Regions from separate parts of the Arabidopsis thaliana genome. Here region 2 is linked to region 1. Evidence: chromatin contacts called from public ChIA-PET data. All regions are on one chromosome and are shown on one strand. Each heading gives the region's core, a stretch centred on a gene start, on an enhancer-like site or on the middle of the called end of the contact. The rest is flanking DNA. Distances are from core to core; before and after follow the strand shown.

The links. ChIA-PET counts read pairs in DNA pulled down with a chosen protein or histone mark.
Region 2: a contact with region 1 is called in an H3K4me3 ChIA-PET map of shoot, with 10 read pairs. The contact joins the promoter of AT5G16610 here to the promoter of AT5G02555 in region 1. A contact is called at or near these places in 6 of 26 Hi-C or Micro-C datasets (cotyledon, root, rosette leaf and 1 more) and 1 of 2 datasets of contacts at active chromatin or transcription factors (shoot).

Annotation. Positions count from the first base shown.
Region 1 is chr5:5,406,603-5,413,947 of TAIR10.1, forward strand. It overlaps AT5G02555 (a long non-coding RNA gene), which reads left to right and starts at 4,595. Exons shown (of 1, transcript NR_142609.1): 1 at 4,595-5,029. KAN (Homeodomain-like superfamily protein) reads right to left here and starts at 5,164. Exons shown (of 6, transcript NM_121662.3): 1 at 3,761-5,164; 2 at 3,580-3,656; 3 at 2,652-2,697; 4 at 1,627-1,774; 5 at 964-1,072; 6 at 261-864. The coding sequence starts at 4,490. The coding sequence ends at 763. AT5G16550 (voltage-dependent L-type calcium channel subunit) reads left to right here. Exons shown (of 3, transcript NM_121661.5): 3 at 1-285. The coding sequence ends at 39.
Region 2 is chr5:5,445,135-5,451,859 of TAIR10.1, forward strand. It overlaps AT5G16610, which reads right to left and starts at 3,221. Exons shown (of 12, transcript NM_203062.2): 1 at 3,125-3,221; 2 at 2,660-3,020; 3 at 2,524-2,578; 4 at 2,217-2,449; 5 at 2,063-2,096; 6 at 1,229-1,974; 7 at 1,084-1,132; 8 at 877-1,002; 9 at 700-804; 10 at 530-621; 11 at 305-458; 12 at 1-209. The coding sequence starts at 2,811. It overlaps AT5G02565 (a small nucleolar RNA gene), which reads left to right and starts at 3,784; the gene lies at 3,784-4,036. It overlaps AT5G02575 (a small nucleolar RNA gene), which reads left to right and starts at 4,106; the gene lies at 4,106-4,395. TIC40 (hydroxyproline-rich glycoprotein family protein) reads left to right here and starts at 5,486. Exons shown (of 14, transcript NM_121668.4): 1 at 5,486-5,869; 2 at 6,121-6,238; 3 at 6,327-6,384; 4 at 6,495-6,512. The coding sequence starts at 5,674.

The DNA.
Region 1 (7,345 bases), core at 3,345-5,844:
CACCAAGACCGGGAGGTAAACATCGAATCAACCAACTGAGAATCCGTCCTTACCGCGTTTGTAAATAAACCCCGACTTTTGGTTGTTAATGGAAGCTTGATATAAATATGATCTATGGAGTTTGTTGTGAAGAAGCAGAGAAAGAATGATAAGAATATTTCAAAATGCAACTTGAAACATTTTGTGATCAATGTCTACGGATTTTTGGATCTATGTATGCATACATTGTGTGTTTTATGTACTTAAGAAAGAATAATGATCAGTATCCATATGAAATCTCAACTCAGATCTCTCCCTCTCTCTACATTTCGGCTGCAAAAAAAAAAAAAAAAACTTGAAACCCTCTAGCCAACCAAGAGGCTTTCAAAAAAATATCCAAACTTTCACCACATTTTGATGATCTTCCAATTATATAACTTATGATCACACCACCAGATCAACCTCAAAAAACTAAAAACCCGAAAACCCAAAAACAAAAACTCATACATTGATCATCCACTTTATAATCAAATCATCAATGGAACTTGAGAAGAGGAACCTCCAAATTTCTTCATTTTGGTAGTGATATTCTCTCTCTCTGTGCAAAAATCAACACTCTTGAGCAGCTTGGCTCTCTACGTGTTCTCCTTCTTTTACGCTGAGAATTTCATCGTCACAAAGATATATACTGCATACATGTTTCTGAGTATATATAGAGAGAGAAAGATGAAACAAAAAAATAAAAAATCCAATATATATAAAAATCCAAATTGATCAAGAAAGTCATTTCTCGTGCCAATCTGGTCTGCCTAATGTAAACTCCAAACTTGGATTTTCACAACTAAGATTTCCACACCTCTTTGCTTGATCATTCGACCTTTGCTCCTGCCAATTTTAACTTTATATTAGATTAAAGGACAAAAAAAACACTAAGAAAGGCAATATCTATCTATACAAATATGATTAGATGGGAATTATCAGAACCTGATTTTGAATGCTGGATCTTTGATAATGAGAGATCATTGATGTTGATGAAGTTCTGATCATTGTATCTATGTCGCTTGAGCAGTTATTACTTAATGGCCATGTCTCTCTATTTTATGATTTAAGAAAAGAAAGAAAACAAATTAAGGACAAATTGTATTTATTGATGTATAGATGCCCTAAAAATAAAATAAAAATCACTACACACAAATTGCGTTTTTTTGCAACTTGCTATATGACCACAATCTACATGTCATACTTATGAAGCAAAATTCGTTTATCCTAGTCTTCCTAGATGAATCTTAAGAACCCAAACCAAATTATAATTAAAAAAAAAAACTTGGTACATATAATTAAAGTTCATCAGCCATAAACCCTAACCAATTTCATCTCATTGTAACCAAAACCATCACTCAAATTTTTTCCCCTTAAACTGAACGAAAACAAACTTAAAATATCATCTAAAAACTATTTTTGTTAGAAGAAAATGGATAGATGTGGGATAAACCAAACAATTGTCGTATGAATTACTTGGTAGGAAGTAGGAACAATTAGGTGAGAGAACCCTAAACCCTATCTCAAATTTCGTCAATCTTATTCTTACCTAATGTTTATATATACTTATCGTGTGTATAATACATGTACGTATATACGTAAACGTACCGTGAAGAGTTACTCCAACGAGGTTGTGTGGAAGAAATGTCAGTTTCTTGATGAAGAGAAGTATCATCAGATTGTGCCCTTTGATCCGTCGATGATTGATGATGAACTTCGTTTCCATTTATGCCCATTTCTTCTTCTCCTGACCCATCTGAAATTTTATTTTAACTTTTTATCAAGTTTCGTTGTCTCAAATCAATCACTTATACCCTATAAGGAATCTCATTTAAAACTGAACGATTCTTGTAAGCTTTTTTGTAAAAGACAATGCAGTGAAGAAATTGTTTTTCTTAAAAAATAATTTCAGCATTTCGTGTTGACCAACCTAATATGTGTCTCAAAAAATAGTTTTACAGACTCGAAAATTGTGCCAAATAAACTTTTAATTGGTTAAAGAAAATCCATATGAAACAAGTGGTTTTTCTTTATTCTTAATTCATGAACTTTGCTTGGATATGAGTTTACACTTCACACGTTTTAAATTTAATCTTTTACTCGATTTTTTTTTCTTAGAGAACATCAATATTGGGGATATATGTTTGTTTGGTTTGCTTTGAACTTTGACCACTCAACTTTAGGGTTCAATCAAAGGAAGGATAAAAGCCTTGAGCTTGACCAATATCTTAGGGCTCGTTTTTTATTATTTTGGGGAAAGGGAATAGTAGAAATAGTAGAATCAAATAGTAAAAATAACAGAAATAATTTCACGTCATTATATCTCTACATACATACAAATATCGAATCACAGCTTCAAATTCTGATTGAGAACTAATTTCTTATAAATATTGTAGTCAAAAAAAGCTATAATAGTGATTATATTGGACCTCCATTTCTATAAAATTCTGGTGGAGAATCCTAAGCTTTATTGTATATCTGTCTTATGTTATTTTTTGGTGAATTGTATATCTTTCTTATTAAAAGCCAGTACCATTTCTTTAGCATATATAAAGCTGAAAAAAGCTATACTAAAGAAATGTGAATATGCATAACATTATATGTGTGTGTGTGTGTAAAGGAATCACACGTACCTGATGAAGCAGCAGGCTTGTTAGTGGTCTTAACAGTTCGATACATCTGCAAAAAAAAAAAAATTAAAGGCATGATGAGAGCTCTAAAACTAGAATAAACCATAAATCCAATTAAAGACACAGGAAAAAACCAAAATAAATATCGGACAAAAGATACTGATAAACTAAATAGATTTATTTTTGTATAATGTGATACAGAATTACAGATGACAAACTGGAGAGATATATGCAGACACATATGAACTTTATATTATTAAATAAATAATATATGTAGTACATATGTGTGGTTTTCTGGGTTTGTCTTGGAACTGATGATGTATATATAATTAATTATTTATGATTTTAAGACCACGAGGTTGATGTCTGAAAGAAGGTTGAGTAATAGAAAGATTGTATTATTATCATTGAGTAATGATGACTACTTTTGTCCCCTCTTCCTAATTTAAAAAAGAAAAAATGAATTATAATCCAAAATAACTTCTATCTATCATCTCAATTCTCCATTGTTTAATAATTCTCTGAAAGGTTTCAGTCACTTAAAGCTATAACTACTCTCTCTTTTTCTCTCTTTAAATTCATTCAACTGCTTCAATTTTCTTGGCAATTGTGCCATCTCTTCCAAAATATGACTAAACTTAAAGCAAAGACAAAACAAGAAAATAAAAGTAACACATCAGAATTGGAGCTCTATTCATTGCTCTGATGATATATACGTACACAAAAACCTTGTTTCTTGATTCAGCTGTTTTTGTGCAAAACGCAAAGGAGAAGAGAGTGACATGATGGTGATGAAAACTATGAAATATCCCTAATTATAGAAAATCTTGATTGGTAACGAACTAACTCGACTAGATTAAACCTAAATTAACAAATAAAAATTGATTCTTTGTTGTGTCTAATTTAATTTCAAATAGAGTATAGATTATACCTGCAAATGGCTCTTCACATGTGCTAAAGTTAAGTCTTTTACATCCATGAGCTCAAGAACCGACTTTGGAGTTGCTCCTAGAATCACAACAACAACAAGAATAAAAGATTTAAGACTTTGAGAATAAAGTGAAGAAAAATGGGAATGATCATTAGAATGTGATTATGATATAAATGTGTACTTTCATGGCCGCCTAGAAGCTCAACAGCGTGAACAAACCGCGCGTGGAGGCTACTAGTCCAACGCATCCTTGGAGCTCTCATGCTTCGCTTTGTCGGCATCTTAGGCAAGAATCTTGATCTGATCATCCCATGATGATGATGGTTATGGTGATGAGGAGAAGACGAATCTGAAGATCCAACGACTCCATACTGATTATGATGATGATGATGATGCAAAGGAACACCTTTAAGCCTCGGGGAAGATTGTAATGATCGGTAAGCGTTGTTGTAGCCGGAAGATGAGTTTAAGATTGAGATTTGATCCATGTCTCCTCCTCCAAGAGAAGGTAATGAAGAGTTTTGTTGGTGGAAAGGGAATGAACGGTTGTGATAGACCGGGATGCCTCTAATTGGACGGTGGAGATTACTAATCTCGGATTCATCGACCCTTTGATGAACACCATTGATGATAGGGTTGTTGTAATGCTGCTGATGAGGAAGATTAAGGGTTCTTCGATCAGGACAATGGAAGATTCTTGCTGTTGGATGGTTATGATGAGATAAAGAGAGTTCAAAGTTGGACGATCGGTTGTTGTTTTCGAGTTGGGAGGATCTTCTTGAAGATTCTTTAGAAGATTCATTGTGATGGTATTGATGAATATCTGGGAGACTGATGTGGAGAGATAGATCAGGGAGAGTAGTTGTTGTGTTTGTTTTGGTTTTCTCTAGAAAAACACCTTCCATAGACATAATTAAAGAAACCTTTCTCTTGCTATTGCTGCCACTGAAGTTGTTGATGATGATAAGGATGATGATGGTGATGATGATGATGACTATTCTTTTGTTTTTTTTTTCTCCTGAGGGTTTTGCTTAGGAATTTAAAATGATTTTCTCTAAGGAGAAGAGAAAGCAGAGAGATTCTTTAGGCAAAGAAGTCAAAAGGGTGTCTGAAAGATTTGATATTTTTTTTGTTCTCTTTCTCTCTCTATATCTCAGAAAGAAAGGAGAAAGTGAGAGAGATGAAGTTAAAGAGAAGCTTAGAAGAAGAGAGAGAAGTTGAGTGATGATCTTCTTGAAGAAACAAACATGCTCAAAGTAAGACGCAGAGAGAGAGAAAAAGAAGGAAGAGAGAGATAGAGAGAGGTATGTGTGTTGTGAAGCAAAGGCAGAAGAGAAAAAAGGAATAAAACTAAATCCAGGAAAATTAAAAACAGGTAAGAGAGAGAGATATATGTGTGTTCGTTCATGTACATGTATGTGTATGTGTATGTGTGAGATGTTGTTCCTCGAGAGTATATCTTGGAAAACGATAGTTGAGAAAGGGTAATATTGTCATTCGCTATATTCCAAATATTGGAAGCTTTTTATTTTATTTTGGGATGGTATTTCAATTTGTCTTTTTCACCTTTCAACAAGTAAACCCATCTATCAATATAATATAAATTATTTTACGGCTAGATTAATTGATTTCATGTTTTAGTTTATTCGTTTAAACTACTGAAATTTTGATTTCCATAGATAAAGTTGAAGAATAATAGCAAAATAAATCTTGTTTTCTATCAATTTAGTAGATGAAATTTTCAAATGTAAAGTGTATTTAATAATCGACCAATTTCATAGATGAAAAGCATACAACTTTTAACAATAAAAATTAATACGATTATCATCCATTAAAACCTTAACAATTTGAGTAATAAATCAAAAACTCAATTGATCTTTAAAATAATAATGTTCACAGATTATCATGAAGAATAATAATTAAAAATGTTGGAGAAGAGTACAAGAGGAGAGAGAATAAAGGGTCGCTCTCTTCTGTCCTATCTAATCTATAGTCAAAGCAAAAGCCAAAATTAAATTAAATAAATAAATAACAAGAAGAAAAAAACAAACACAAGACCTATTCTAAAATAAATAAAAAGTTTCATTATAACCAAAAAAAAATAAAATAAAAAAAGAGAGAGTGCTTTGATTTTGGTACCCCGGAGACGACGGGATACATATGTTGAGACTTGAGAGAGAGAAAGAGACTGTGTCCTCTCTGACTCCTTTTTTATTTTCTCCCCCACTCTCTTCGCTTCTCACTTCACTCTCTATTCACATCTTATTATAATAATTCCTTATACGATTTTGGAATCAAACAAATTCAAGTTTCTGACCGTAGATTGTTCAACTATACCTAAAGAGATAAATATACATTAAATATCAGTACGTTCTTGAGTTTATGAATAGCTCGTATAGACATTTAGTTCCTAGAGATGTGACTACAATATCAACCGGCTACTTGTTTGACCGTTTTGTGTTGTCTATCAATTAGAGCCAAATCGAAGTCATATACATGTCGCTTTAAAATACGTACTTGAAAAGAAATAAAATTAGGCAGATTTATATATATTTTTGACTTGTTTGTGTCGAATGTAATAATGTATGCATTCTAGTGTTTCTGTTTTCTTTGTACTCGACATTTTTACATTCACATTGTTCGTTTATAATTCTACAAAAAAAATTATGGAGTTGACTTTATCTACTGTGAAACAGAAATATGTCATACTGAAAAATAATGAAAAATATACAAAATTGAATAGTATTTAACTATTCGTATGTTTTTGTCAAAGAATTATTATATTTTTTTATCCCACTTTTAATTTGGAATATATAAACTCTGTGTTTTGCCTTCCAAAGGTACGGAAATTATTGTCTTAGAAAGTATCTTTCTCTTCAAATACATACATATATGCATACGTGTGTACAATACAAGGTGCCCTCGTACGTATATAAACCAAGTGTCATATAAAGAATTCGATCAATTATTGTAACGTAACATGCATGCTTTTAGATTATACGTGAAGTTAAATATATATTAGACCTAAGAAAATACTCAGCCAGAAAGTGGATTTTGTTTGTTTCCCTTAATAAACAAAAACAAGTGAACCCTAAAGAACCTAAATATTTGCTTCTAATTCCCTTTTCATTCTCCCAAATATTCCTTCTCAATTTAATAACTCTTTTCTAATTTTCTTTAAATTGTCTTCTAAGAAAAAAAATAAACTATTCACTCCTCACATGACCATATCAATACAACATCTCGACAAATCATTAATGCCTTGAAATAAAAATATGATAAATTGTAAGACTATGTTTATATATCAGGAAATTTAAATAAGTGAGATTTTATTCGTTGATTATACAGTAATATATATTTTTCTTATTAGATATAAATTTTAATTATTGGAAAGTAAAGAAGTACAGTATGCTTGCAGTTTTTAGACGTTTTGCTGCATGTGAGTTAAACAAGATACTATTATGATCTATTTAAAAAGCATTTTCAATCAAAAACAGTATAACAACCCTAGCTATACTTCTAACGTTTTTGAATGAGGTCCATTCCTAATTTTGAGTTAGGTTTCTAAAACTCCTAGGATACACTTAATTTCTTTTATCTTTAGTTAATGGTACAAGGAATTGAGTTCATTAACTCCTATATTCCAAACCTAGCAATGTACTCATATTTTCGTTTTCTGAATGAGTCCCTCAACGAGCTACATTTATACTTTTGAAAAATGTTTTTTTTTTTTTAAAACCCCTAGGCTTACCCAAAGGATTGTCAT
Region 2 (6,725 bases), core at 1,971-4,470, 37 kb after region 1:
GCAATTAGAGTAGAGACGATGGTTCCACTGTTATAGCCATCAATAAGAAGCTCAGAAATCTTAGATCTCCATTCTGATGTCGGTTTTTGGGTCTTCCTGTCGTGGTAGACTCTATCGCGGTAGTTTAGCATCGTCCCTAGTCCCGTGTTTGCAACCCAGCCGTACTTAATCAGAACTTCTGCTTCGCCTGCAGTCATATCTTCTCCTACCTTATTATCCCACCCCGAGTTACAGAGAGAGTTCAGAATAATAGACCTTAGAAAAGATATTGGATCATATTAACCGGTGAGAGAAATGAATTTACCAGTAACGGCTTGTTTTCAATCAGCTGATATCGGCCACAACTTGCTAGTTTCATGGCCAAGACTAACCGTTTGACCTGCCATCTGATTGATGCAGTATTGCTGAGCTCGAAGAAGTATGTTGCGTAGCCATATTCAGGCCGTTCCATTACTATACTGTGTAACACAAAAAGATCCATGAAAAGTTCAGTTTAGCCGCAATGACAAGGAAAAGAGAGTTAATTTACCGGTTATGTCTCTCGAAAACGAATATGAAAGACTGGAGATCGCGGCACCAGCCCCACTCAACAGGCCATTTGCGGAACTGCAAATACCGCGCCTTGAAAACAAGAGGAAGCAAGTTAAGAATAAAGAGAAATATATAACAATTCGAGAAGACGGGGATGAGGATTTTAACCTGTTCGATGAGGGAGAATAGACAGGTCAAGCAATAGCTAGTTCTTGAAGCTTTTGAGAAACTTGAATTAAGTAGTTTCGTGCCCGTCTCGCGTTTGTAGAAAAGCTGATAAGACGATTCAATCTTTTGACACAGTGGGGAAAAAACTACCTTTGAAACAAAAAAGGATTATTTTACCTGCGAGATCACATCTTCGAGCTCCGAGAAACTCTCATTGAGAAGTGAATCATCTGAGGGAACATCGCCACCTTCATTCCCATAAAGCCTAAGTTCATCAACTGTTACCCCTTGTTGAATCAGTACCTGAAAACACATGTGCTTTAAGAAATCTAATTTGCAGAAGTTCCATTAGATTCTATTTCTTTTAGAAGAAAACCATGATACCTGCAAAAGACCAGGAGCATCTTCCTCCAAAGCTGTCTCAATTGAGTCCCTGAAATGGTTATTTCATATTATAAGATCACAAAAGAAACAGAGATAATCAAAAGAGAGAGACACATGAGGCGATGGATACAGCAGAGAGACTCACGTGGCGGTTTTCTTCCGCTTCCAAGGACGAAATACCCTCGAAGGTTTAACGTACTCATCAGATGTACAGAAGCTAAACCCTGAGGACGGTGAATTAAGATCTTCATGATGACCTGAGCCATGAAAAGATCGAAGCTTTAATCGATCAATTAATTTCATGTGGTCTATAATATCTTCATCCATTTCACTAGCGGTCTCCGCTTCGTTTTTCATACACCTAAAAGGTGTAGGAGCAGATGTACAACGATTCAAGCGAAAGCTCAGTTTCACAGAATCTAGCTCATTTTCATCAAGAGCTTCACCATGGGTTTCTACCTCTCTTTTGACCGGTATCTGCTTTGAGGTAACAGGATTTTTCTCGTCATTGTCCTCCATGACGCAATCAGCCAAAGGATCAACCTTTACTTGAGTAGACTGTATTTCATTCTCATTCAAAGGTAGAGGATTCCTTTGGACTCTTTTCACTCTTTTTCTTGGATTTTTGTTGCTGCTGGATACCTCAGGTAGACTGGCTTCAGGTGACAAATCAAAGGACCGTTCAGGAGATATTGGAATATCACTCTCTTGAATTCCACCAAGCTGACTTCCAGATTCTGAACATATACTAAAATTTCTACAGAGGACAGAATCAATTTTCTCTAGAAAGCCGCTGAATTGGACTCCAGAAGACGAAGCTATCCCATTTTCGCATGAAATCTCCGCTTTTATTTTATAAAGTTCAGTTTCATCGCAATCTTCAGTATTATCCTGTACTTGTAAGCAAACACCTAGTTAGCCCAAATAGATTCCAAACAAAAAAAATTCAAAACCCAAGGGAACTTGTCACTTTGATTACCTCTACGTTAGATTCAGGCAACCTTATAGCAACCCTGCAACAACAACAAGAATGGTGTATAAGAGCCGTGAAACACTAAATGAACGCAGGCGACAAAAAAAAGTGGAAAACCATCCACCGAGCTTGTGACATTATAAGTTAAAAAATAAAACACCTTTCAAGAAGCATTTTGCGCCGCTCCTTCAGTGTGAGATGTTCAAGATCATCACTCCTTTCAGTTTCTCCGACTCTATTAAAATTCTCTACAGCATTACTACAACATCCTAGAATGTTGTTCTGTGGTCTTATGTTTCCAGAATCTTTAAGACCTTGACTACAACCAATGTTCATAGATTCCAATATTTCCGTGCTTACAGATTCAGTAGCATCACAATTTGACACTACACCCTGGACACTAGATACTCAGTTCTCTAAACTTACATAAGTGAAATTGAATTTAACAAAAACAAAGACTTCGTTACCAGCTCATTGAAGCAATCTTCTTCTTCTCTTTTCAAGACACTATCAACATTCGATCTAAGAAACAAATGAAAACATATGTGAAAACAAAAACGAAAAGTGAAATTGAAGAAAACGTAAACCAATGACAGTACTCACGCAGGAACATAAGCAGCGATACGTTGAGAGACTCTTTCACTCGATAGCAATAAACTCCGCCGTGACGTCAAGGGGAGATGGTCTTCCTCAAGGAATGTAAAATCAGACTCCGATGAAGAGATGTTGGTAGGTTCATGGCACATCTTATACATTTGAATTAGAGTAATACAGAGGAAAAGTACATGGAGACTGAAGAAAATTGCTATAATCGAGATTTCTCCAAATTTGCTAATTGCGTATAGAGCTACAAAAGCGAATTAGATAATAAGAGAGAAGGGTTTGTTAAGAAGGTAAGGAGAATGAAGAAAGGAATCTCCTTTGGACATGAACACAAGGAGAAGAATCTCAGATTGTCGAAACCCTGGTAATAAACATGAAGAAGCTTTTGTGTCACTCACTTTTATGAACAATAAAAAAGTTGTTTTTAGCCAAATTGAAACATAACCAGTGAAACGGAGACCTTACCTCAGCATATTCGATGAAACACTGAAATTGAGACGCTCTTACTGATTAACAAGTTAAGAAAGAAATCGTTTTTTTTTTTTGTGTGTGTTTATCATCGAAACAGAGGGGAAACAGGAGGGAGCGAAGAGAAAGGTTATTTTATTTGGGCTAATGGGCCAATAAAAATAGAACCTAAAGGCCCATAGATGTAAACCCTAAGCTATAAATAAAAGACTTCGTCTTTGATTTCGCCGCAAGATATTATCTTCACGAAAAGATCCGATTTTTTTGTTCTGATTTTCTGTTAAAATCTGAATTTTTCGCTACGAAATCTTAGGTTAAGAATAGCATATAAGGAACAGATTTGTGATAGGAGTCTTTAAGCTTAGCACTCATGTATAGCTTAAAAGAAATCTTATGTTCCGATGCTAAATCAAACATCTTCATTGATGGTTTGGAGTCTCTGGACATGTAGCATTCTGGGAATTTTTTTTCCCGTGGATTCTAGCATTTTCTCGAGATTCGACATCTTCCTATGTTTTTAATTCTGATCTTATGTTTGGATATTTTAGATCTTCGAATTTCTATGATAAAGTGTTAACCTTTTCTCAAATAAAGGTTTTGTGAAAATTTGCTTTTTGATGCTGCTCTATGATGATTCTTTTTGCTTTAACCACACTGAAAAGATGGGGTTGAGAATGTGATTTTGCTCTTCTTGATTCAAACCAGAGAAAGATTAGATTTGATCTCGGAGTTTCTTGATGACACTTTGATCTAAGTTGCTTGAAGGGGATTCTTTTTCTCCTTTGTGGTTTAGATTAAGGTAGAGAGTAATGTCGAGCTCTTATCAACATTTTTCATGGTTTGAGGCTTGAAGAACATTCACGTTTTTCAAGCTCACTCATGTGGACAACCTTGGCCCTTGTCTGAGAAGCAGCTTTTTCTCATATTCAGTTTTTCTAAATTTGTTGTTTTAAAAAAAAAAATTGGTTTGTTTTTTTGGCTGTTCTATGATGATTATATTGCTTTAACCACACTGAAAAGATGGGCTTGAGAATGTGATGTGGTTCTTCTTGATTTAATCCAAAGAAAGAGTTCTTGAGCTATATGTATTGCTTGATGACACTTTGATCTAAAATACTTGAAGGGGATTTGTTTCCCTTTGTGTTTTAGATCAAGGAAGAGATCAGTGTAGAGCTCTTGTTCGATATTTTTCTTAGTTTAAATCTTGAAGAACATTATCATTTTCTCAAGCACTCATATGTGGAATCATTGTGCCCTTTGTCTGAGAAGCAGCTATGAATTCTGTTTTTGTCTTCGATATTGTTAAACGTAGCTGATTTGTAAGATTACTTTGTGATCTTTTTTGGATGCTTGATATGTATCCAACCAAGAGTGGGTTTCTTCTTACAAAGATATTGAGTTAGGAATTTTAATGTCATTTTATGTTCGAATTGGGGAAAATTCACAAAAAATTGGGAAAATAGAAGAGAGCATTATTCGATGTTTACCACATGGTGGAATAATTTGACAGAACAATGTACTTTGGGAATGACATATGGAACAAACTGTGTAAACCAATTTGATGATGAAGGTGAACGAGTTACATATAGGAGACTTACACTTCCATAATAATATTCAGAAACTATATGAAAGTGTATCTTTCTTTATTACTAAAACTCTTTTCTAATAAGAAATGTGTAAACTATGTAACTCGGCAACGGTTCCAGACTCTCTAATCCTAAATCAATGTTAAAGGCGTAAGGCTCTTGAACCTGTTCATTGTGAGCTTTGAACTAAGTATTCAATTTTTTGGACAATCCGAAAAACACAACAGTATAACTACAAATGGATTAGTCCCATTTGGGCGTAGTCTCATTCGTTTGGACGAGAAACACAACGAAAAACCTAGCCAATTTTGTTGTTCTCATGTATGGGCTTAATTGGGGACTAATCCATCTGTGGTTCCCCTTGTTTCCATAGTTCGTAATTTTATTCGTTTTTCGTCTTAAGTTTTCCCTTCTTTAGGTTTAGTTTCCGGAGATATTTTTGTTTTCCGCCGGCTTTGTGTTTCAAATTTGTATTCCACCCTTTGTATTTCACAACCTATAATACAATGGAAAAATTCTGGATGAAAAAAAGAAAAAGAACACAGTATATAGAAAAATCTGAATCACAGTACTAACATCATTGATTTTCTGCTACAAAAATGAGTGTACACTGATTCTTAAAATAGATACGGGCTATAACATAACAAAAAGAAAAAGTGGGGGATGGCTTTTGCAATAATCTCGAAAGAGTTTCTCACTCACATCACACCCTTGGTTTATAAATAAAACTCATTGATCTTGACGGTGAAAATATCGCCACCTGTTAATTTGTAAAAAGGTTTCAGTACACTTAGCTACACTGGATCCAAGTCTAGTGCTAAACTCAAACCTCGTGGTTTTAGACCAAAATCTCTTCTTCTTCGTTTCCTTCTTCCTCATCATATCTTTCATCTTCTCCACCAGAATTTGTTTTAGGCTCTCCTTCTTCTGTTTCTTTTTCTCCCAAAGAAACAATTAGATATGGAGAACCTTACCCTAGTTTCTTGCTCAGCTTCTTCTCCAAAGCTGTTAATTGGATGCAATTTCACTTCCTCGCTGAAAAACCCTACTGGGTTTTCTCGTCGGACTCCTAATATTGTCCTCCGGTGTTCCAAAATATCTGCCTCTGCTCAATCTCAATCTCCCTCTTCGCGTCCGGAGAACACTGGAGAAATCGGTTAGTTTGCAAATTCCACTCGACACTCTATTATAGCAAATGCCAAAATTTTCCGGAAAAATTTCCAGTTTATTACTTTTATCTATCTTATTGAAACTCAAATTGCGAACCCTTTTCGACTGGTTTAATATGAGCTTATGAATTGCTATATCTCTTAAAAAAATCCACACTTTGTGAATTTGCAATTTGAATTCTTGTAGAAACCATTCATTGTTAGAATTGTTTACTTTAAGTTTATGTTCGATTTGCAGTGGTTGTGAAACAGAGAAGCAAAGCTTTTGCAAGTATATTTTCTTCGAGTCGTGATCAACAGACAACTTCTGTTGCTTCCCCTAGTGTGCCTGTGCCACCACCATCTTCATCAACCATGTAATTTTCCTGGTTTTGGACAATGTGCTTAGTTTGTATGTCGTTTGATTCTTGGTTATTAAATTGTGTTTTTTCTTTTTTCTTGTAGAGGATCACCACTTTTCTGGATTGGTGTTGGTGTTGGTCTATCAGCTTTGTTCTCATATGTGAGTATCAAGATTCCTTCCTAATTTTTTTTTCCTCTATAAATATTCTTTCTTGCTTCAATATTGATTAATAAGTGCTTGACCTTTTTTCTTTTCTGATGGCATTGCAGGTAACTTCAAATTTAAAGGTACAGATACTTGGCCCTCTGGTTTTACGGGACTTTTGTTCTCTAGTCTGTTGCAGAACCACGATTTTATGCTTCATGTCAACTCTAGTGTATTGTGCTCATGTATCTGAGATAGTTTTATTCACTAAACTGGTTATCTTAACAAGGTGAACTGTTTGCTCACACTTGTTGAACCGTTTATATAAGCATCGAACTTTTGCCTCTCTTTTTTTG